5 separate regions of the Mus musculus genome follow, and regions 1, 2, 3 and 5 are each linked to region 4. Evidence: chromatin contacts called from public promoter capture Hi-C data. All regions are on one chromosome and are shown on one strand. The core of a region is the stretch at or near the end of the contact, and the rest is flanking DNA. Distances in the headings are between cores, read along the strand shown.

Region 1 (2,700 bases), core at 178-2,677, 290 kb before region 4:
CCATGTGTACTGGGGGTTTCCTCACATCTTTACATCTGCACAATACTTTCCCCATGCTATTTCACAGGCATTTCAATACGGCTTATTCAAGATCTTAGGTGCTTCACCCAGATCATCGGATAGGGCTGGAAGAACTTTTCCAGGAAGACTGCTTAAAGATTTCTCACCTCTCTGTGTATGTGTTTTGGTGGAGGGAAAAAAACGAGAGAAAGAACCCTAGCAACGCCTCAATGTGTTTTTGGTACTCACAACTGGAAGAAGTAGGAGGCAGAGATGCTAATACTCAGTAGGCAGAAGAAGCCAGGCATGCTATCCAACTTTCTGCAATGCATAGGGCAGCCAGGCCCTCCCAACCAACCATTATCTGACTCTAACTGCCTGTAACAAGGAGGTTAAGAAAGCTTTAACATCCGATCTTGCCTCTTCTAGAGCTCTGGCCAGCGGTGTCCCACATGGACACTTCCGATAATGGAAGCTCTGTCTAGTGCAAAAAAGTTCTCCACCTGCTCTCCACATAGTAGGCGTCAAACCCATTTTGGCATGCTTTAGCAGCAGAAGACAAGAGAAAGGGAAGATCCATCATCACTACCCATTGTTCAACAGCGTGCAATTGCCTTTTTAATATTTACACGTTATTTTACAAATGAAAACGTCCCTAAAACAGCTTTGTTAGAGATGGCGATCAAAGAAAAAATTTCCCCTTTCTCTTCTAGACTTCTACACACAGACGAAAGGTTTGCACACTTCTAAAAGGACCTCATGATTCGTCGCGGTGTGTCCAGAAAATCGTCCACAAAAGAAATCTATGGGATTTCCCGAGGGAGCAAGTCTGTGGGCCATGACCTCTGGCGCCCAAGGTCCTCGCTCCACTCTTCCACCCCCGGATCACCGGGCCTCCGAGATCAACTATCCGGGGCCCCCCAAGCCTCGGAGCCCGGCCCCCCAAAGCGCGTGCCCACGCTGTGTCCTTCTCCCGCCTCTCTCGCGGGAGCCCAGAGGAATCTGGCCCGGCGGAGGCTTGTCGCCAACCTGAATCAAACAGAGTCGGTTCCCATTCGCCCAGCCGCGGCCCACACGCGCGTCTCCATACCCAGGCCTACCGCGGCCTGGGGCCTTCGGCCGGTGCAGGCCCGGCGGACGCCCGTGGGGCTAGGCGAGCTCAGGCCCTAGCGCGGCCTACTCTTTCGGAAGTCGCCGAAGCCTCCGGCCTCACCTGAACACGGGCGGGAAGGCCCGGGACTCTGCTCCGGGGCGGGCGGCGCGGCGATAACGGCTCCGCACGGCCTCGGCAGCGGTGGCGGCGGCGGCGGCGGCGGCAGAGCGGTAGCGGTAGCGGTAGCGGCGACGGCGACGGCGACGGCGACGGCGACGGCGACGGCTGCGGCTCCTCCTCAGCGCGCACGACCCGCTCCCCGGCCCCGCGGCCCAGACACGCCCCCTGCTCAGCGCGCTCTGCTATTGGTCAGTGTCTTTGAAGAAGCGACGCTCATTGGTTGGCATGGCTGTCGCGGTACGCGGGTGCGCGCGGCGTAGGCGGGACTTCCTGTCGGCGTCGTCCGCGGTGGACCAAGGCGCCCAGTGGAGTCGCGAAGTGGCTGGCGATGGCCGCGGAGAGGGTGAGTTGGAGCCTGGCCCGCAGTGGACGCCGTCTGGACGTCGAGGCCAAAGAGTGGCGCTCTTTATAGAACGCACGTCGTGTGATCCTCACAATGCGGGCTGTGCAGCCGCTTACGTCCAGAGAAAGCAAGTTGGTCATCGGGAGCCCTCGCTAGGAGGACAGGATCCCCGATTCGAATCCCGGCCCGGACATTTCCGGTCTGCCTGCAGTTGAGCACCGGCTGACGTCACTGAGCCGGGCCTCAGTTTTGTTATCTGGTGAAGCGGGTTAAAGGATGTGGTCAGCATGGTCAGCCTCTGGGAATCTAAAGTTAAAATTTCTTGGTTTTAAGATTTTTCTTAGTGTGTATGCATGGGTGTTCAGCCTGCATGTATGTTAACCCTGTGCACCATATGCGTGTAGTGCAGATGGGAGTCAGAGAGAAGGTCGGATCCTCCGGGGGACTATTGTTAACTGCGTTTGGGAGCCGACTACTGAACCCATGTCTTCTGTAAAAGCAGCCAGTGATCTTAATTGCTGAGCCATCTTTCCAGCCCCACTTCCTTCGAAATTTAAAATGCCTACTATGTGCCAGGCAGTCGGGCAGTGACCAGAAAAACAACTGCCTGTGCCTTTTGGAGGCTGCTGTTCTGGACTAGTGCTATCAGAAACGTATATGCCACCCTGTTTGATTGAAAACTTCTCTATTGTCTCTACCTCTGTCCACCGTTTTTTAGCGTGTTTGTTTTCTTTTAGTCGGGATCTTCCTAAGTAGTCCTGGCTTGGAACTTATAAATCACGCTGACCATTGCCTCATAGAGATCTGCCTGCCTCTGTTTCCTGATTGCTGGGGTTTAGGGTGATGTTTCATATGATCCAGGTTGGCCTTAAACTTTCTGTGTAACGAAGGATGTCAGTGAAATGATCCTTTTGCTTTCATCTCCCAAGTTCTAGGATTACAGGCCTGCAACACAGCCGCTGCGTGTAGGTAACCTTTTAAAAGTAGTTCTACAGGATTTGAAAAAAAGTTATATTCAAAATTTTTATATTATGTATGTATTTGTTTGTATGTATGTACGTGTTTTTAAAGGATGGTGTTTGTG
Region 2 (2,700 bases), core at 137-2,636, 370 kb before region 4:
CAGTGCTGGTGAAGGCTACCTTTTTTCCCAGTTCATTCAGGGATTTTCTTTTGAATGTTTCCTGTGCAGGGGAGCATATACCACTGGGTGCTTAATAAACGAGAACGGTAATTTCCACCTCCTTGTACAGTATGATTGTCTAAGCTGCCTATAACTGGGGCCAAATGATGACACCTGTCTATCAAATCAGGCTGTCTGTCCTGGGAGGAAGGATATCCAAGTTACTTCAACGAGGTGAAGTAGAATCAAGAGAAATTGGGTAGTTTTCTGCCTAGGTTTTTTTTTTTTTTTTTTCCTAAAGAATCTACCTCACCCCACCCTCTAAAACAGTTGGATGGTGGTGATGCCTATCTTCAGTCCCAACACTCCAGAAGGCAGAGGCAGGTGGATTTCTTGAGTTCCAGGCCAGCCGGGTCTACAGAGTTACAGGGCAGCTAGAACTACACAGTGAAACCTTGTTGCGAAAACAAAACAAAACAAAACAAAACCAATCCAATTTTCCTCTCCTCTTTTATCCTTTTAACTCTAAGCTTCTCTCTGCTCCACCCATAGGTCATTACCAAAGGAGTTCTAAGAAGCCTTTAAAGGCCAAGGCCCATCCCAAAGTGTTCACTGTTGCTTCCGGAGTTGTGCGCAGCCTGACCTCCTGGGTTTGGTCTCTTGCTGAATGTCCCTGCACATTCAACGACCCGAATTTACACACAAACTTTATCCTAGCACTCTTGGAAGAACTTAATGCAGGGTGGGGATGGGGCTAGCAGGGCAGAGGCATCTAACCCCAGGGACTGTCTTCAGATAACATTGGTTTCAAGTCCGGATTCTCCGGGCGAAAGGATAGGAATGGGGCAGAAAGTCTGGCCTTAACCTTGATTCTGACACCGAGCTCAGGAATCACCAACTCTGGATTCCCTCTCCACTTGTCAGGGCTACTCTCACTGTGCTGGGACTGGCTGAAATGGAAAGGGATTACCATGGGCACCTAATTACGGTGAGGAGGCGGCTCCATGCTAACAGCGAGAGTTCAGGCCGCAATTAAGCATAACAGGTCCTCATGAAAGACCGTCCTAGACGAGGAAGGTTGTTCCGTGAGGGCGCGGGCACCAGAGCGCCCTAGAGATGCACACGAAGTGAAGAATAATCTGGGAACAGCCGTAAGCGTGTGCAGTAAAGGCGCGAGCTTGGCCGGTCTCCCGCTTCTGCACGCAGGCGTGCGGTTGACCGGACTTCGCTTTCTCTCTTTTTTTCTTTTTTTTTTTTAAGTGATTTCCAACAGCGCTTAATCGCCTGAAACTTCACGCATGCGCACTGCGGAAGGCAGCGATAGGCCATGACAATGCATGAGGCCCGCCTCGGGCTCTAGGTGGCATCAGCTTCCTACTGGAACCCAGTGCGCACGCGCGGCGTTATGCACGCGAGGCAGGGCGGGCACGCGCTGGGGTGGTCTAGGCAGGACGGCGGCTCGGCGGGGTCATCCGAGCGCAGGCGCAGTGCGGTGTTTGTCTACCCCGGACTGACGGGTGGCCTGGCGGTGAGCGGCGGCAGCGGCGGCGGGGAAGATGGCGGCGTCCTCCCTGGAGCAGAAGCTGTCCCGCCTGGAAGCCAAGCTGAAGCAGGAGAACCGTGAGGCCCGCAGGAGGATCGACCTCAACTTGGATATCAGCCCACAGCGGCCCAGGCCCAGTAAGCACGGCCTCGTGGGGGAGGGGCGGGCGGGGCGGGGCGCGCACTGGGAGGCCCCGCCCACCGGGCAGATCCTGCCCCCGCTTCCGGGGCGCTAGCTCTCCTCCCCTCCACTCTCTGTGCTGTCGGCTTGCAGGGAGAGGGTCACGGTGACCTGGAAGTCGGGTGGGCAGTCTCCAGGGCGACTCTCTCCGCCCACGTACCGCGGTCCCGAAGTTCACACCGTTGGTACCTGAGAGCTTAGTCCCTCACCCTGTGGTCGGCTTCCGGAGCCTTGTCACCTGCACCTTGCAGGCTTTCAGACTCGAAGCTACGCCGCTGTGACTACAACCAAGTCTTTTAACTCTGCAAACAGTTATATCTCTTCTGATTCAGTGGTTCCACTCCTGCCGAGTCAGTGACTGTCAAGAGGTCCCCTCCCCTAGCAGACAGTCCACACACGTGCATGCCTATCTGCCCATGTAGGTCACTAAGTCCTCATCTACATCCGTTTTGATTGGAGGCTTCTATTTGACTTCTTTGGTCATATCAGATGGCTCCTTCTAAGCTTGGAAGGACCTTGTCACTGGACCCAGCTCACTGCCTCCTACATACAGGGGCACCTCATATCTCTAATGACCAACTACTTTTCACTATTGCTGTCTAGCCCTCAGGAAACACATAGCCATCTCTCAGCCTGGCAGCCTTTGTCTACAGGGCTCAAGTGACTGCTACTACTACAGACACCTGTAACCAGTGTAGTCCCATCGAGTAGAAACGCACCTCCTTTCTGAGCCTACTGTCTTTGGGCCTGCCTCCTGACATACGGTCCTGTACCAAAAGTGCTTCCTCTTCCTTTCTAGACACACATCCAGCTTGTCCACCATGACCACAGTTAGCATCCTTGTTGTATCCCAGATACCCCTGTCCCAAGTTGTCTTTGCTGAAAGAATCTGGCTTTTTTTCTCCCCTCTCTGTCCAACCCTTCCTCTGTCCCTCTTGATTCAGCAGAATGTCTTCTTTATATCCTCTGTGATGTAA
Region 3 (2,706 bases), core at 136-2,635, 340 kb before region 4:
ACTTCTGCCTATCTCCAACAACTACAGAGGAGAACTTTCAAAGACAAACCAACAACTTCTTGGTGCAGGGAAAACTATGGAATAGACCTGTCATGCCCTGGTCAAAGGTTCTAAATACAGAGCCCCTCTGGGCAGAGAATCCAGTAACCTCATGAGAAAGACCCTTTTTGATCCTACCAAATGATGAACTCGTAGTTGTGTGCAGTTGAGTCCAGCACAGGTCCACTGAAACACAATGACCTAACAGAAGCACTTTTCATTTTACAAACTTTTCTTCTCCACTTTTTCCTAGCTATGTAATCACTGGTTAACATCCCAAACTCACATAGGTTGAGAAGTGAAGAGGATCAGGCTGTATCATTTATCACTGCACTGACTGCCAGGGTTGACTTGAATGATCTAGCTACTTGGTGTCATTTTCCCCCTTCCTTCCTTCCTTCCTTCCTTCCAGCTCCACGTGTGTTCTTCTCAAAGTTGCACATTTAGTCAAAGAGGATGATCTTTCTTTGGTCAAGCATATACCTGCTCTTCCCAGGTAGAACCTCCAAACAAGCTCTCAAGGTCCAAATGCATACCAGTATGGCTATAGTTACTGAAGTTTGCTCTTGGGATAACTTGTTTTACATTTCCCTTCCTCCTAATAATTGGCGATAGAATCATACTGAGCTGGGCTTTGGACCAGATCAGCAACCTACTAGCTCCGCGTCTGTGAGCAGATTGCTTAATCTAAGTTTCGCGTTCCTTAACCTAATGAGACTGGGTTAAACAATAGCAATATAAAGAACTATATTTATATTCTGAGTGTGTATTAACAGGACATTGACCTAAGTCAAGAGTTCTAGTTCTTATCCAGAGCAAGAACTACTTCCTGCACTTTCACGCTGATCATTAGAAGTGGAATTTAGGAAACACTCTCCGCTGAGGACTTGACATTCAAACGGGAACAGTGAATGTCACTTTAAAGAGCGAGAGAAAAAACCAAACTTTCATCAAGCTGTTTTCTCAATGGGGTATCATCTCCCCAGACACCAGGGACTCCCTCGTGCACGAGGGAACAGACCGACAGGTGAGAGGTGACCAGTTCCAGGGTAGCTTCGAGCATTGCCGCTGAATTCGGGGAAGAGGGGGTGGGGGATCAGTTCCCGCCCCAGGGCCTTCCTGCTACTTTCCCAAGCCTCGGCTGACCCAATGACCGAACCCTAACCCAACCGTGGAACCCATAAGAAAAAACGAGAGCGATCCGGGACTGAAGAGAAGGAGATCTTAAAAGCCGAGCGTCCAGACCCCTTATTTCTGCCCTACCAGCCCCGCACGTCTGCTCACCCGCGGACAGCGGCACCAGCCACCCCGCAGAGCTGCCGCCGCCATGTTGGAAGAGCCCGTGTGACCTTCCTGCGTCGCTCATCGATCGCGTCATCGGCTGCGCCGGCCTAGAACAGCACCAGCCTGGGAAAACCCGGGGGGAGGAGGAGGAGGGAGGTAGAGGAGAAAGAAACCCGATTGGTCTTCTGGGAGCCAAGTCTCTTATGCTTCAAGACATCAAGGATTCTGCGATCCAGCCTGGGAGGGGGCAGAGTTTAGGACAGGTAAGCCTCTTGTTGAGGCTCAGGGAGGAAAGCATTTTTGTGAGACCATCCGTGGTAAGGTGGGAACTACAAAAGGACAGAGGACTGGAGAGATGGCTCTGCAGTTAAGTCCACTGGCTGCTCTGGCAGAGAATTCGGATTCCGTTCTCGGCACGCACATGGTAGCTCACAACTGCCTATAACTCCAGATTCAGGGGATCCGAAACCCTCTTTTGACTTCCAAGGGTACCAGTCATGGAGGATAGACATACATGCTGCAAAACTCCTACCTATACACATAAAATTAAGATGATGCTAGGTGTGGTGGCGCACGCCTTTAATCCCAGGACTTGGGAGACAGAGGCAGGCGGATTTCTGAGTTCGAGGCCAGCCTGGTCTACAAAGTGAGTTCCAGTACAGCCAGGGCTACACAGAGAAACCCTGTCTCGAAAAACAAAAACAAACAAATTAAGATGACTACAAAAAGGCCTATTGGGGAGCATTCAGTACAGAATTGGGATAGCTCACATCTCAATGGTGGGTTTTTGTTGTTTTGTTTGACGGATTTTTTTTTTTTTTTGAGGGTCTCATGTAGTCCAGCAAGCAAAAGACTCATACACATAAAATAAAAAATTTATAAAAAGACTACAAAAGGGCAAAACCTTTGAAGTATTCAAACTGGTGCACAGATTGCCCCAAAACAAAGAAACAAAACTCCTATGGCTCAGTGTGTGTGTGTGTGTGTGTGTGTGTGTGTGTGTGTGTGTGTGTGTACTCTCCAGGCTGGCCTCCAATTTGTTATGTAGTTGAAGAAGACCTTGAACTTCTGATCCTCCTGCCTCCACCTCCCAAATGTTACTGATCACAGTTGTGCACCACAACAGAAGGTTTATGTACACTGCAGGGGATGGAACATAGAACCTGTGCATGCTAAACAAGCACCCTACCAAATGAGTCACAGCTCCACTCTGAGACAGGACAATGTTAGTGTTAGAGATAGGCATGTAGGTGGGTGAACTACAAAATATATATTTAACTGGAAACTAAACAAGGCTGATTAACTCTAGATACAGTTGACAATGACTGACAGTGCCTTGACCTGCCAGTTGCTCTCAGAGCAAGATTTTCAAACCACTTCTTC
Region 4 (2,700 bases), core at 120-2,619:
GCTAAAGAGTTGTAGCCAACTCTCCTCCCAACTCTTCCCAACTCTTCCCAACTCCTCCCAACTCTTCCTATCTCCTCCCAACTCCTCTCAACTCTCCTCCAAACTCCTCCCAATTCCTCAGCTAGCTGTTAAAAGCCCCCTACTGTCACTGCTCGGGGTCTTACATCATCGGAAGTAGGCTTTGGTAAATTGTTTAAGGAAGCCTTTAAATAAAAAGAATTAAAATAGTTTAAATTTATGCTTTGAAGATTTACAAAAAATCAGGTACTAAATGTTAAACAATAACTGACCTTAAAAATGTATTAATTTCTTCTTGGAAATTTGCCACTAGCCTTAGATGATTTTTATTGTGCCAAATAACAATGATGTTACTGAAAGGAAATAAAACTGTAATTCATGTAATGTATGTTAAATAGCCCAAAGAGTTGTTTGTGAGCTTTGAAACCTGGGGCTGAGAACACAGCAGAACAGACCAGGACATGCCCGGGCAAGCCCATCGCCTCCCTAGCTCCCACCCCTCTGACCTAAGTTAAATGTTACAGGCTGCTGATGTTTAAATGGACCAATCATGTGAAACCGCGCCAATTCCTCCCCCAGCCCCACTCCTTTTCTATAAAAACCCCTAGCTTCCAAGCCTCGTGGTCGAATCCACTGTCTCCTGTTGTGTGAGATACGTTTCGACCCGGAGCTCCGCCATTAAAAAACCTCTTGTTGTTACATCAAGGTGTTGTGTTCTATTCGCGATTCTTGGGTGCACGCCGAATCGGGAGCTGAGTGGGGGTTTCCCCACTGAGTTCTTTCATTACCTGTTCTATCCGTGATTGCGTCAATGAACACACTTTTTGAGAAGTTGTAATTCTTGGATGATTCTGTATTTTATTGTGCCAAATGACTATGATGATATATGTTCTATCTGACTGCTTCACTGAACACATCTGCTCAGAGTTGTAATATTTGTTTCTTTATGCATAAAAACCCTTGCATGAGGACTGCAAAATATATTCAGATTCAAACTGCCTCTGTGTTTGTTTTGTCACCGCCAAATCCTTACCCACCTAGCCTTCGAGGATCCTCTTCCCAGGAACCCTCATACCCGACTGGGGTGGTCCGTGGCAGGGCCTCCCTAAGGGCTGGCTGTGGTAGCTATTGGAGGACAAGAAAAAGTGCTATTGAAATGCGAATCTCTGCATATCTGGGAAAGGTCGGTCCTCGGCGTGGAAGCCTGGCCCAGGAACCACTATGCTCTGTCTCTTTAACACACTCTAACCCAAAGGGATGTGTTCCTGTCACTCAAGACTCATTGGCCAATCAGGTTCTCCAGGAAGGCCTCTCAGTCAGAAGAGGCGGGTTCTTCCGGGTGCCATACTGCAAGTCCAGCTCCGCCGCTGAGAAGCTCGAACGGTTCCGTGTGACGTGCTCTGTGTACTGCTGTTTGGTGCGGCTAGGAGAGCTCAGGCAAGCTCTGCAGTCACGGCATGGTGAGAGCAGGGTCACTTCCCCACGGCAAGGGGAAGAGCAGCCGGAGTGAGAGTGGTGGGTCCTCCCCAGAGGCTGGGTGGGAAGGCACAAGGACTTTGGAAATGCGGATCTTTGTATATCTGGAAATGGTCTGGCCCTGGACACTTCAGCACGCTCCAACCCTAACGGAGGTACTCAAGATGTTCAAGACTTGTTGGTCAATCAGGGCCTGCAGGCACACCTGCCAGTCAGAAGAGGAGGAGGGTCTCCCCCCCCCCCCCAGCTCCCCCGGGGTGCCCTGCTGCAGGTTCCGTTCTGTAGCTGAGCAGGTTTGACTGATCTGGTGTGCTGTGCTCTGTGTGCTGCTGCTGGATGCTGTGAGGGGAAATCAGACAAGATCCAAAATCTTGATATTGTGAGCGCAAGGTCATAGTCTGCAAAGGGGAGAAGCAGGCGACTGAGCAGCTGGGAGCTGGAGTGGTAGGTCCTTCCTGGGGCTGAGTGGGAAGCGGCAGCCTGTTGCACCCCCTCTGGTCTCTAGTCACTCCCTGGACCTCGTGGTGGCCTCAGAATTACTTCACTTTGGAGGCTGGATCAGTGCATTTGAAGCAGGGTCTTCTGTGTAGAAACATCCTTGGCAGGAAGACAAACTTGGATAGCCCTAGTTTCTCTAGTGTCTTCTACAAGTTCTTAGCATTTAACATTTAGGTGTAAGATCCATTTGGAGTTAATCTTGTGGAGGTTGTACAAGGTATCTCAAGTGCTGTGTAGCAGCACTCCAATATCTAGCTGTAATGTAGAAGATGATGTGAAGTAGTTACCAGTGCTTAGAAAGAGTAAGTGATATCAAATAATTTTTTTTTCTTTGCTTTTTCGAGACAGGGTTTCTCTGTGTAGCTCTGGCTGTCCTGGAACTCACTTTGTAGACCAGGCTGGCCTCGAACTCAGAAATCTGCCTGCCTCTACCTCCTAAGTGCTGGTATTAAAGGCGTGAGCCACCACCGCCCGGCTATCAAGCTAAGACTTCCTACAGAGAAGTAGTATGCTAACCAGACCTGTTAGAGATTAAGATGCTAGGATACACATGTTTGTTGACTAGGATTGTCCTGAAATATGGTTCCAAACCATAACAAAGGACACTCCCCTGATTTACAACCAGCCACTAGGTCTAAAAACAGGCCTCTATCAAGCTGCTCTCAGGGGGCATTACAGGGTCATAACCAACTGGTTAAGAGCACTGAC
Region 5 (2,700 bases), core at 98-2,597, 490 kb after region 4:
TGTCACCAGATTTAAAATGAATTTATGAATTCTTCATTAGCTTTCTAACCAAGAAGTATTTGTCCAAAGAACAGGCTTTTTGGTGGAGCTGATGTTGACCAGAGTTTAATATTTGATGAGAAGTTTGAGTTTGTATTTGCACTAAGACCAACTTGTCATCACACAGAAAGTTCATCCTTAATTCCATTGCAACAAGACTTTCTCAGTTGCAGTTTGTGGAAGAATTATTTAATGAAAAAGTTTGAATGTTTTCCACAGGTAATACAACTTCTTGTTAACTGAGTTAGAGTTCAAAGTGCAAGCATATTAATACAGACTAAGAAGACAAATACCAAGTCTTCCTCTCAGAGGCTGATCTTGATTTAAATTTATACATACACACATAGCCATACATACTCACAGGACTTGATAGAGAGGGAACTTTCAGGGCAGATCAGGGCGGAAATAGGGAAGATAATGGAATGTATGCGGCATGGAAGCAGGACAGGGAGTGGAACAGCAGGAGGGAGAGTGGGGAACTAGTGGTAATGACATATAATTAGGAACAAAACGCAATGATAAACATGCATACAAAAGTCACTTAGAAGGTTGCTTCTTTGTGTGCTAACTGAAAATATTAAAAATTAAAATGTAAACTACTGTTTGGTTTAGGATGAAAACTACAAAAAATACAAAGACACAAATAAGAGTCCCCATTTCGAATAGCAAAGCAGCTGTTTCAAAAGGCACATGGATGCACTTACTCTTCCCATTTAACTCCTTAGACATTTAGTCAGTGCAGCAGATCAAATGGATGTTGAAAAAGATACAGATTTTTCTAAACTTAACTCCAGTTGGCTGTAACAGTTACAGATTTTTATATCTTACCTGAGGTCCATGTCGCCATCTATCCAATAGGCCAGGATATTGGAGCCAGTTCCTCCAGGGCAGCAACCCATAATTAGCACCACTACAGCCTGTACAGGAAGGATGCCAGAGGCCACAGACAGGATAAAGCCTGTGAGAGGCATGATTCCAAACTGACAGAGGAAGCCCACGAAGATACCCCATGGTCTCTTTATATGTCCTAGGAACTTGTGGACTTCCACATTGCACCCCATAGAAAACATCACCATGGCTAAGAGGATGGTGAGCACAGTGCTCATCACTGTATTGAGAATTGCATTGAAGTTGCTCTCAGGTACTACGCAGGAATCGCCTTCGCAGACAGTTGCATTTGGGGGACAGACAGAGGAGTTATCCATCACTGCTTGTGCTGTGCAAATGGCCAAGTCCACAGAAGCACCAGTTCTGTCTCTACTGCCAGCTGAGTATGCTTTCAACACGCCAAACTTTTAAACCCTTTCTCAACATGTGGTACTTGGTGTCTCTTTGAAAAGCCACGTTAGAGAAGCAATAAAAAACAATAAATGCTAGTATGTCAGTTTCGAGAGGCTGCATTACAACATAGCACAAATAATGAATCATAAAACGTCCAGAGAAACTACTGGCCAAGACAGAAAGTTATAATTAATCATTTATTGACATGATAATGAACTAAGCCACACAGAAATAGCCACGTTAATAATTAATGCCAGGAAAGTTTGCTGGGAATAATTTTAGTTAAACTCTGAATTGTATAGAATGTTCCAAGAGTTGGAGTGGAGTAAAGTGTATTATTCTCTCCTCCAACTTTAAGTAGGGGGTACTAAAGCTTTGAAAATTATATTAAAACAAAAAAAAAAACAATAACCCCATGCCAAACTACATTATAAGTTGACTGAAGAAGATTTTCAGCTTTCTTACAATAGCTGTCAAGTGGTCATTCTTCCTTATATGAACTATGATGTCCACAAAACATATGCATGTTTCACAGACTTCTAGGGCTTGAAAAAAAACTTAGGGAAGGGTGGTTAGTCCTTGTGAGCACTGAATGTTTTCTGCTGAAGTCCATCATATGGAGCCACCTTCGTTACTTACACATGAATTATACATATATTGACATGGCAACAAAGTGTTTTATAGATAGAGACAATACAATTAGTTAGAGGCATAAACTCTAGATTAGGTCAAAGTGACAGTATAACTCTTTGTGCTTAGAGCCAGGAATTAAAGTTGTGTGTGTGTGTGTGTGTGTGTGTGTGTGTGTGTGTGTGTGTGTGTGTGTGAAATAGAAAGTATTATAAGAGGTTTTTGGAAATATCAAGTAGTTATTTTTATGATGGATGAACAGAGCGCTGTGGTAAGGTATGTAAGGAAGGCACAAAAATAGGCAGAAGACAAATGTCCAGTTCTCAGGTATTTAAACCCAACACTAGAGTAGGCTGGGTTCTAGCTTATATCTACAGACTCAGGAGTCTGAAGAGCATGAAGCATGAGGATATGAAGTTCAAGACCATCATGGACTAGAGAATGAGGTCCTGTTTCTATCTCTCTCTCCCAGGAAGACAAACACACTAACACAAACCATTTAGAACAGTTTCTTAGAACTCAGTATGCTTAAGATTTCAGGAGGCATTTTTTAAATGTAGGTTCTGACTCTTGACTTTGTTTTCTATAGAGCTCCCAGTTGAACGTAATGATGCTGAATAGGGCACCCCTTTGAGATTGGGCAGGGCTTTGATTGTGTCTCTAGTTATATCATAATAGTGAAGTCTGACTGCTCACACTCAGAAGCTACCTGTGAAGAAAAACTCCTCACAGAAATAATGGCCTTCTTAT

The links. Promoter capture Hi-C pulls out the DNA fragments that hold promoters and counts their contacts. Capture Hi-C pulls out chosen DNA fragments and counts their contacts.
Region 1: a promoter capture Hi-C map of neural stem cells shows a contact between it and region 4. The contact joins the promoter of Elavl1 here to the promoter of Zfp958 in region 4. A contact is called at or near these places in 19 of 39 promoter capture datasets (the 3T3-L1 cell line, 3T3-L1-derived adipocytes, the C10 cell line and 13 more), 1 of 15 datasets of contacts at CTCF or cohesin (the NIH/3T3 cell line), 11 of 484 Hi-C or Micro-C datasets (B cells, CD4 T cells, CD8 T cells and 8 more), 20 of 115 datasets of contacts at active chromatin or transcription factors (the NIH/3T3 cell line, the SCID.adh cell line, T-cell acute lymphoblastic leukemia and 14 more) and 3 of 9 other capture datasets (adipose tissue, liver and pancreatic islet).
Region 2: a promoter capture Hi-C map of liver shows a contact between it and region 4, with 6 times the contacts expected there. The contact joins the promoter of Map2k7 here to the promoter of Zfp958 in region 4. A contact is called at or near these places in 17 of 39 promoter capture datasets (the 3T3-L1 cell line, 3T3-L1-derived adipocytes, the C10 cell line and 11 more), 6 of 484 Hi-C or Micro-C datasets (B cells, CD4 T cells, CD8 T cells and 2 more), 9 of 115 datasets of contacts at active chromatin or transcription factors (bone marrow-derived macrophages, cardiomyocytes, double positive thymocytes and 5 more) and 3 of 9 other capture datasets (adipose tissue, liver and pancreatic islet).
Region 3: a contact with region 4 is called in a promoter capture Hi-C map of liver. The contact joins the promoter of Timm44 here to the promoter of Zfp958 in region 4. A contact is called at or near these places in 4 of 39 promoter capture datasets (cranial neural crest, frontonasal cranial neural crest, liver and 1 more), 1 of 15 datasets of contacts at CTCF or cohesin (the NIH/3T3 cell line), 5 of 484 Hi-C or Micro-C datasets (embryonic stem cells, myocytes, natural killer cells and 1 more), 15 of 115 datasets of contacts at active chromatin or transcription factors (the 230-238 cell line, the SCID.adh cell line, bone marrow-derived macrophages and 7 more) and 3 of 9 other capture datasets (adipose tissue, liver and pancreatic islet).
Region 5: a promoter capture Hi-C map of liver shows a contact between it and region 4, with 5 times the contacts expected there. The contact joins the promoter of Slc10a2 here to the promoter of Zfp958 in region 4. A contact is called at or near these places in 3 of 39 promoter capture datasets (liver and stem cell-derived epiblast-like cells) and 1 of 484 Hi-C or Micro-C datasets (liver).

Annotation. Positions count from the first base shown.
Region 1 is chr8:4,323,673-4,326,372 of GRCm38.p6, forward strand. Elavl1 (ELAV (embryonic lethal, abnormal vision)-like 1 (Hu antigen R)) reads right to left here and starts at 1,428. Exons shown (of 6, transcript NM_010485.3): 1 at 1,214-1,428. It also overlaps a transcript of Ccl25 not described here.
Region 2 is chr8:4,237,354-4,240,053 of GRCm38.p6, forward strand. It overlaps Map2k7 (mitogen-activated protein kinase kinase 7), which reads left to right and starts at 1,387. Exons shown (of 12, transcript NM_001164172.1): 1 at 1,387-1,680. The coding sequence starts at 1,557. Lrrc8e (leucine rich repeat containing 8 family, member E) reads left to right here. Exons shown (of 3, transcript NM_028175.2): 3 at 1-117.
Region 3 is chr8:4,274,520-4,277,225 of GRCm38.p6, forward strand. Timm44 (translocase of inner mitochondrial membrane 44) reads right to left here and starts at 1,386. Exons shown (of 13, transcript NM_011592.2): 1 at 1,324-1,386. The coding sequence starts at 1,368.
Region 4 is chr8:4,611,801-4,614,500 of GRCm38.p6, forward strand. It overlaps Zfp958 (zinc finger protein 958), which reads left to right and starts at 1,370. Exons shown (of 4, transcript NM_145591.5): 1 at 1,370-1,478. The coding sequence starts at 1,476.
Region 5 is chr8:5,103,940-5,106,639 of GRCm38.p6, forward strand. It overlaps Slc10a2 (solute carrier family 10, member 2), which reads right to left and starts at 1,348. Exons shown (of 6, transcript NM_011388.3): 1 at 868-1,348. The coding sequence starts at 1,244.